Linked DNA regions of Mus musculus: region 1 is linked to region 2. The links are chromatin contacts, called in public promoter capture Hi-C maps. All regions are on one chromosome and are shown on one strand. Each heading gives the region's core, a stretch centred on a gene start, on an enhancer-like site or on the middle of the called end of the contact. The rest is flanking DNA. Distances are from core to core; before and after follow the strand shown.

What was found. Promoter capture Hi-C pulls out the DNA fragments that hold promoters and counts their contacts.
Region 1: a promoter capture Hi-C map of liver shows a contact between it and region 2. The contact joins the enhancer-like site here to the promoter of Afdn in region 2. A contact is called at or near these places in 1 of 39 promoter capture datasets (liver), 6 of 115 datasets of contacts at active chromatin or transcription factors (the SCID.adh cell line, bone marrow-derived macrophages, embryonic stem cells and 2 more) and 3 of 9 other capture datasets (adipose tissue, liver and pancreatic islet).

What each region holds. Positions count from the first base shown.
Region 1 is chr17:13,865,497-13,869,373 of GRCm38.p6, reverse strand. The region is part of intron 22 of Afdn (afadin, adherens junction formation factor); the gene reads right to left. Among named protein-coding and RNA genes, the nearest start is that of Gm7168, 81 kb to the left of the region's middle. Within about 2 kb of position 2,058, at least 134 of the 459 cell types and tissues checked have an H3K27ac peak or open chromatin away from gene starts, as enhancers often do. A contact at or near this core is called in adipose tissue, bone marrow-derived macrophages, extraembryonic endoderm stem cells and 3 more, where this site is marked.
Region 2 is chr17:13,758,895-13,762,681 of GRCm38.p6, reverse strand. Afdn (afadin, adherens junction formation factor) reads right to left here and starts at 2,141. Exons shown (of 33, transcript NM_010806.1): 1 at 1,904-2,141. The coding sequence starts at 2,008. It overlaps Tcte2 (t-complex-associated testis expressed 2), which reads left to right and starts at 1,279. Exons shown (of 3, transcript NM_022311.3): 1 at 1,279-1,396.

The sequences.
Region 1 (3,877 bases), core at 809-3,308, 110 kb before region 2:
GAGCTGATGCAGAGGCCATGGAGGGATGTTCCTTACTGGCTTGCTTCCTCTGGCTTGCTCAGCCTGCTCTCTTATAGAACCCAAGACTACCAGTCCAGAGATGGTCCCACCCACAAGGGGACTTCCTCTCTTGATCACTAATTGAGAAAATGCCTTACAGCTGGATCTCATGGAGGTATTTCCTCAACTGAAGCTCCTTTCTCTGTGATAACTCCAGCTGTGTCAAGTTGACACAAAACTAGCCAGTACAATTGACCCCTTGTCAACTTGACACACAAACACATCACTAGTAAGCCTCAACCCTTACATTCTTATTCATCCCCAAGATCTAAATAACTTTAAAAGTCCCACAGTCTTTACATATTCTTAAAATTTCAATCTCTTTAAAATACCCATCTCTTTTAAAATCCAAAGTCTTTTTAGAATTAAAAATCTCTTATCTGTGGGCTTCACTAAAATAATTTCTTCCTTCAAGAGGGAAAATATCAGGGCACAGTCACAATCAAAAGCAAAAATCAATCTCCAACCGTCCAATGTCTGGGATCCAACTCATGATCTTCTGGGCTCCTCCAAGGGCTTAGGTCACTTCTCCAGCCAGGCCCTTTGTAGCACACGCGTTGTCCTCTAGGCTCCAGATGCCTGTACTCCACTGCTGCTGCTGCTCTTGGTGGTCATCTCATGGTACTGGCATCTCCAAAACCAGTACCACCTGGGTGACCCTTACACATTAACAAGTCCCGCTGCAGCAGGAGTACAACCTTGACTATCTTTGGAACACAGCCTCTTTGTGCTTTCAGAAAACACTTCTCAGAAGATGTCACCTCAACGATGCTGGTCTCTTCTTAATCACCGCTAATTGCTTAGCTCCAGCTAACCTGCATCAAAAGCTCCTTTCTCTGTGATAACTCCAGCTGTGTCAAGTTGACACAGAACCAGCCAGTACAGGAACCTTATGATTTAATCTAAGATTTAAAAACTTAAAACTCGGGTATTTAGTTTAAAAGAACTAACTGTAACATCATTAAGGCAGTAATTAGCCAATTGTTTCTTAAAAAAATATTGCAATATATAGTAAAAATATGCTGTAATATATAGTAGTAAAAAGCAGTAATTAGCCAATTGTTTCTTAAAAAAATATTGCAATATATAGTAAAAATATGCTGTAATATATAGTAGTAAAAATAAACACAGTAGTAAATATTTTAATATATTTAAACTATAAGTTGATATTTTCATGTTTTAAAAAAGAACAGCACATCAAAAAGCTGTGGAGAAAGTCTACTCTGAAGCTATCAAATGTAGCCGAAAGTTATGAGCACCTGACTATGTCTGCTTTTGCAAATTATACAACGGCAGTTACCATTTAAAGCCATTTCTACCATATTATAACTAGTAGGGCTAAATCTTATGGGTTTTTTTTTTCCTGAATAAAAAAATATCATAAGAACTTCACATTTTTATGAACCTTAAATATTTGCAACATAAACAGAGAACAACAACAATCTGGGTATGTAATTACAAGCTACGTTACAAGCCTCACTCTAGATGAGCAAGTTAATTATTAACAGGTTTGAACAAGCCAGAGTGCAGGAGGAAGCATTCTTTAAGGATCAGTTTGCACAAGAACATTCAGGACAACACCCTGAAGAAACTCACCACTGATTCTGCCCTTCCGACAACAGAGAACCACATGTTATCTCCAGGACAACAGCCTCGAGCTGGAGACTAGTTGTCTACTTCTCTCAGTTCCCACAGCAAGCAGCACAGCTGGCTTTTCGGGACTGGCTGGCCACAATGCCGACTGGGTGCTGTGACACTGTATGGCATTTATCAACAGGAACTGGAACCAACGCAACACTCAGGTTCTTATGCAACCCAGCCACTCAGATTTTCATTCCCTTCGTCCTTTACTAAACTTTAAAGGGTTATAAAAATGAACGGGAATTGTTTGTATTTTAAAAATCCAAATTAAACAGGAAGCGTCGGCACGGTGCTATCCCACAGACGAGTAAGAAGTAGCATGCTGAACTCTCCAAAAGCAATGTCTCCAAAAGTAAACTGCAAACCCACATCGCTTCCAAATCATCTGGATTTCATAATGTTTAACCACCATGTGGAGGGCAAGGAGAAGAACTTAATATCAAAACACGGTTCTGGGTTACAGCAACAGAGACATGCAGCAATTAAAAAAGGGAAGAGGCCTGAGTTAGACACTCAAATTTGCAGCAAACAACAGAAAGGTTTGGGGTGACAGGAAAATACAGTGGGCTGGGTGGAAGTAAGAGCTACATGGAATAAGCAGCTACTGCCAGTGTTTTTGATGGCTTCTTACTCAATCATGAGGGAACACAATCATCACTAAGTCTTAAAGGCACAGAGACAGACAAGCCCATAGGCCTGCAGAGCCCTCAGGCCGAGGGCAGCCTACAAGTAGCTAAGCAGGAGACAGGGCTGACCATCCCAACATGTACCAGAGGTCATCACTATTATCTATATAGACCTAAACACTTCTCACCTGTGCTGTGCTGTCCAGCAGCTGTCCACCCAAGGCGACCTGTGCTTTCTTTGGCTGAGCCTTCCTTCCTATACTATAAACATGACACATACAGAGTGGAATAGGCACAGTGAAACGCTATTTACCTGTGTCGTCCAGAAAACAGATGTTAGGGATACTATTATTCATATATTAAAAATGGCACACTGTCCAGTTTACAAAGTATTTTTAGTTATTTCATTCAGAGTGCCCAATTACCAATTCCTAAATTTTATCTCTGGCTCTAACTTTTTGAGCTCCATTTTCCAATCCCCTGCTAGAAAACACATTAGTTTATCTTACCAGGATCCCAAAATTTCAAGTGTGACATATTCAATCCTGAACTTACAATTAACCTCCACCAACTTCTGCCTGTTCTTTTTCTGACAGTTTTGCCTTCAGGACCCAGCGGCTCAAGTCAGAACCAGATTCTCTGTTTCTCCCCTCAATTCATCCCATCTGAGCACTGCCATGCAGCAAGTATCTACCACCACTGACCATGACCAAGGAACTACCTGCCACTCATCAAGGCAGGAGATAACACATTCCCTCACAAGGGTCTGGTACATTTCTGCTACTGATTACCTCTGCCACCTCTGCTACTAGGATCTTTCATTGCAAAATGAGTGCAGAAACCCTGTGAATTAGCTACTTTTCTCCTGCTATAAAAAGAAAAGCCAAAAACTCAAAACAACAACAATAAAAACAAACAAAAAATGATAAAAGCAACTTAAAAGATAGTTTTTGTTCGTGTCTCATGGTTTGAGGCGGTTAAGTCCATCATCACTGTTGAAAAGCTGTGGCAGCGAGAAGAAGAGGGGCCTGGTCACACTGAATCCACAGTTAAGAAGCAAAGGGGGACAAATGCTGGTGCTCAGCTGGCTCCATCCCTTTCCTTCCTTGTTCAAGTCTAGGAACCCAGTCAATAGGACAATTTGGCCACAGACATGGGTCTTCCCTTCTCAGTTCAATCTCTGAAAACATCCTCAGACAACACAAAGGGGTCTGGGTGTCTCCTGGTGATTCTAAATCCAGCCATGGTGACAACAAAAGCTTATCATCAAAGCCTACAATCCCCACCCCACACAACATAACAGTTATCATACTATACCCTAGTCAAAGCCCTCTCTCACTTACACTAAAACGTACAGTTTTGACAAGATGCACCTTCACAAGGTTGAATCTCAGAGAGGAACTAATACGCCTGTTCTTGTAAATCAGGTTTCAGGGAACACAGGCTGGACTACGACTCTGAGCTTGGCTTGATGCCCTACTTCTCCACATGATACCTGGCAGAGGAACCAAGAGTGGACAAGGATGCAAGACCGACCTTGAGCATCATAT
Region 2 (3,787 bases), core at 892-3,391:
AAACAAATTAATTTCATTATGAAAGGCTTTCAATTACAAGTTGTTTCTAAAAATAGAAATGTTCAGATGTAAGAGAGGGTAATGAAAAAGATAATTTCATTTAAGTCCTGTAATTTTTTTCATTGTCTACACAACTCTTTACCTGCAGAAAACTGGGGGGGGGGGGGGGGAACATTCCACAAAACATGCAACTTTACTGTTCATCTCTCCAAAATGATAAAGTTTCAAGTGAATGCTTATAGAATAGAATCCAGTTAAATCTAAAATATTTAATTTAAAATGTTTTAAAGCTAACTCCTCAATTTAAGACTAAAACACTAAGCTGTTACTTCTCAACAGAAAACACATCTTTTCTTAATCAGATAAGAACTCTGGGGGAGGGGGAGGAACAAGGGAATTCACTTGACTAGCAATATTTTACTTGCAAAGTTTATCCTGCCATTTAAAAAAAAAAAAATCAAGCTAATTATTCTGAAAGACAAAATAATACTGAAACTATATTGATTCAGGGCTCCTTTCTAAAGAGTCGCTTGTAAGGCTATGAACGAACACTAACTACACAGTAAATTTGCTTACTAAAATACAACTCGTAAAATCGTTACAGAAGATGAATTATGAATCAGGAGTAACTTAACATCCACCGGTGTTCAAATTGGCCACCTGAACCTAATAATTTACCTTAGCTTGTCAAATAGGGATCGAGAGAAAGGGCTCTAACTAGGTCAAGTGTGCTCACAAGAAGGTGAGAGGGAAGGAGAGGAAAACCTGCCTTCCTCCACCGGCAAAATTAAGTCAATCTGAGAAGACTGCTCAGATCTACCAAATCTGTGTTCGCGGCTAAGCGCTGGCTGCTGTGTTTCAGCAAGCACCTCTTAGGTTTCAAAGCCAGAGCTATTTCCAAATCCGGCACAAGTCCTGGGTATAGTGTGGGGTCGCGTGGAACAGGTCTGCCCAGCCACAACTTAACCAAACGCCCTTTGGCCCGCTGTCTAACGGAGGCTTCCCCGAGGCTTCCCGCCGGCCACGGAACTCCTCCGACAGTCTCCCCGGTACCAACCGGCTGGCTGGATACCGGCCCTCACCCCACCCCCAAGATCGTCCAGAACGCTTCCCGCAGCCCCGCTGCGTACCGCCAGCGCACGGGGCTGGAGCAGGGGTTTATCTGTCTGCCCGCTGCGCGCCACCGGACCCCGCCGGGCTAGAACGCACGCGCGCCGTGGGGCGCACGGGGCTCACACCGCCGCGGGCATCGGCCGGTCACGTGGCCTCGGAGGGGCCGAGATCCGCGTCCCGACGGTTCGAAGACGCCATCAAAGAAACCGGCGGCGAGGAGCGCATCCCGCAGGGGAAGGCCCGCGGCCTGCGTGGGCCGCGACGGGGACCGGTGCGCTGGCAGGTAAGGGCCGGGAGGGCACAGGTGGGTCGTGCCGCACAGGTGGGCGGCCAGGTGCAGTCCTGTGGGCGCAAGCGGGGCCTGAGGACACAAGTGCGCGCCTGGAAAGGATGCGGGTGACACAGGTGGGGTCTGAGGACCCACGTGGGTGGCCAGGCGGAGTCCCGGGGACACAAGTGCACGTCCAGGTGTGTCTCCGCGCGCAGGTGGCCGGCCCGCCCTCTGCGCCGGCCACCAAGCCGCCCTGGACCCCGCCCGGGCGGCGGGGCACCGCAGGAGGCGACAAGGACGAGCGCCCCTAGGGACCCCGCTGGCCAGTACGGTGGGCGGAGGCCGAGGGGACAGGGCCGCGGGCGAGGGCGGGTCCGCGGGCGGACGGGCGGGCGGGCAGGCCAGCGGGGGAGGGGCGGCCGCGGGACCCCACCGCGCTCTGCCTCCCGCGGCCTCCGCGTCGCCGGCCCGCGCGCGGGCCCCCTCCCCTCGCACCCCGGCGGCGGCGGCGGCGCTCACCTCGGTCGGCTGGCTGATCTCGAACAGGTCCAGCCGGTTGGCGTTCCAGTGGTGAATGATGTCGGCCAGCTTCCGCCGCTCTTCGTCGCGGCCGCCCGCCGACATGATCGCGGCCGCTCCTCCCCAGGGCCAGCCGGGCCGGAACACCGCAGGCCGCCTCACCGCCGCCGCCGCCGCCGCGCGTCCTCCGCCGGGCTCGGCCCGCGTCCGGCCCGCGCCGCTTCAGCCCGCCTCAGCCGCGGCCGGTGCGCCGAGCGCCGCCCCCCGCCCTCCCGCCGCCGTGCGCGCCCGCCCGCCGTGCGCGTCCCCGCGAGCGCGCGCCGCGCCGCTAGGTGCTGCCGCGTGGTCGCGCGCGCGTGCGTGCGTGCAGGGGCGCGTCGGGTGTCAGCGGGCCGCACTCGCTCTGTGCCGGAGGCGTGAGTCCTCACCGGAGCCGCTCGGTCCTGCGGCCGCGCTCGGTCCGCCCTGGGCAGGCTCAGGGGTGGCGGACGAGCTGGCGAGCAGAGGGGCGGCGCCCTGACGGGCGGGGCGACCCGGAGCTGCAGAGCGGGATGGACAGGTGGGCGTGGGCTGCGCGGCCGGCGGAACTGGCCGGCCATCCCGCCGCGGCCCTGACGCCTGGGCTGCGCTGGCTGCTGGGGTCAAATCCCAGCTGACCTTTCTCCGGAGGAAAGATAAATTATTATGGTTGTGTGTGAGCGTCAGTGCAAATGTTTTCCGAGCCCTCCTCCGGCTCAGGGTGCCTTTTGGATCCCCCGCATTCCTCAACCCCGGCCAGGGAGCGGCGGCGCCCTTTGTGTCTCCGCGGAGCGCATGCCACCTCGGGGAAAACAACGAATCTGAGTTAGAACGGGGAGAGAGAGACACTAGCGTGAGTTTTGTTAATCTTTTAAAGCCTCCCGGTGAACCTAGAAACCCAAAAATTATCTTGAACAGCAAATGCTCTGGGGTTTAGAGAACGTTTGTTTCTTTGTCTTTTTCATTGCCTCTTCCGTGCCAAAAACAATCTGTTTGCTGGAGAACACATCCGGAAAGAGCTGTTTTCCCCTGTTCATCCAGGTAAAATTGGTGTTTGGCATGCTCTAAGGGAAAGCCTTCACCGGAGCTAAGAGAGCAATACGCTGTATTTGACATGCCCTCTTTTATTTCTGCTCTCTCTCCCTTTTCCAGTGAGAAGATATGTTTTCTCTCTACCAGTTAGATTTCTTCTTTTGTCAGAAAGAAGAGCATCTGTCCTCCAGGCTGGGCTTTGTCTCCGTTTGCTCTGCGACTGCACTAGCGCAGCAAGGCTACATAAGGAGGCTTTTCAGCAGAGGAGCCTGGTGTTGAACTCGTGCCATGGGGAATGAATTCTTCTATAGACCCCTCGTCCTCTTCTGGAAGTTAAAGGGGGGCGATTTGCAAAAAAAGCATATGTGTATGAATGTGTCTTCCTGTCCTAGCATTTTGTGCCTTTAAGTCCTTGTGCTTCTGAGTGGACTCGACTGTCAGTGCCGCTCAAGGCCCTCACTAGCCTCCACACTCAGAGTTCCCCTGACAGAGCCAGTGTAAACTGGTTTTCACAGCATGAGCTGTATTCCTGCTGAAGAACTGGCTTTTACAGAATTTGCAAAGCTAGCAATTAGACAACTAACACCCATGCCACTGTGTTGTTAAAGGGAACATTCAGTATTGCTAGAGACCGAGAAAGGCTCTCTGCAGCGTTGTTTTTATGGGAAGAAATATGTATGTAGAGAAGCCAACAGACAGTGCAGGGCTAAATCCATGTCCGCTGCCCTTGGTTTCTGGTTTACTTTAAAAAGCTCCATCTGTATCATCTTCACAAGTGAACCAGTTCCCAAAGTATAATGCATTGTAAGTATTTAGTATATTGATAACGGCTTG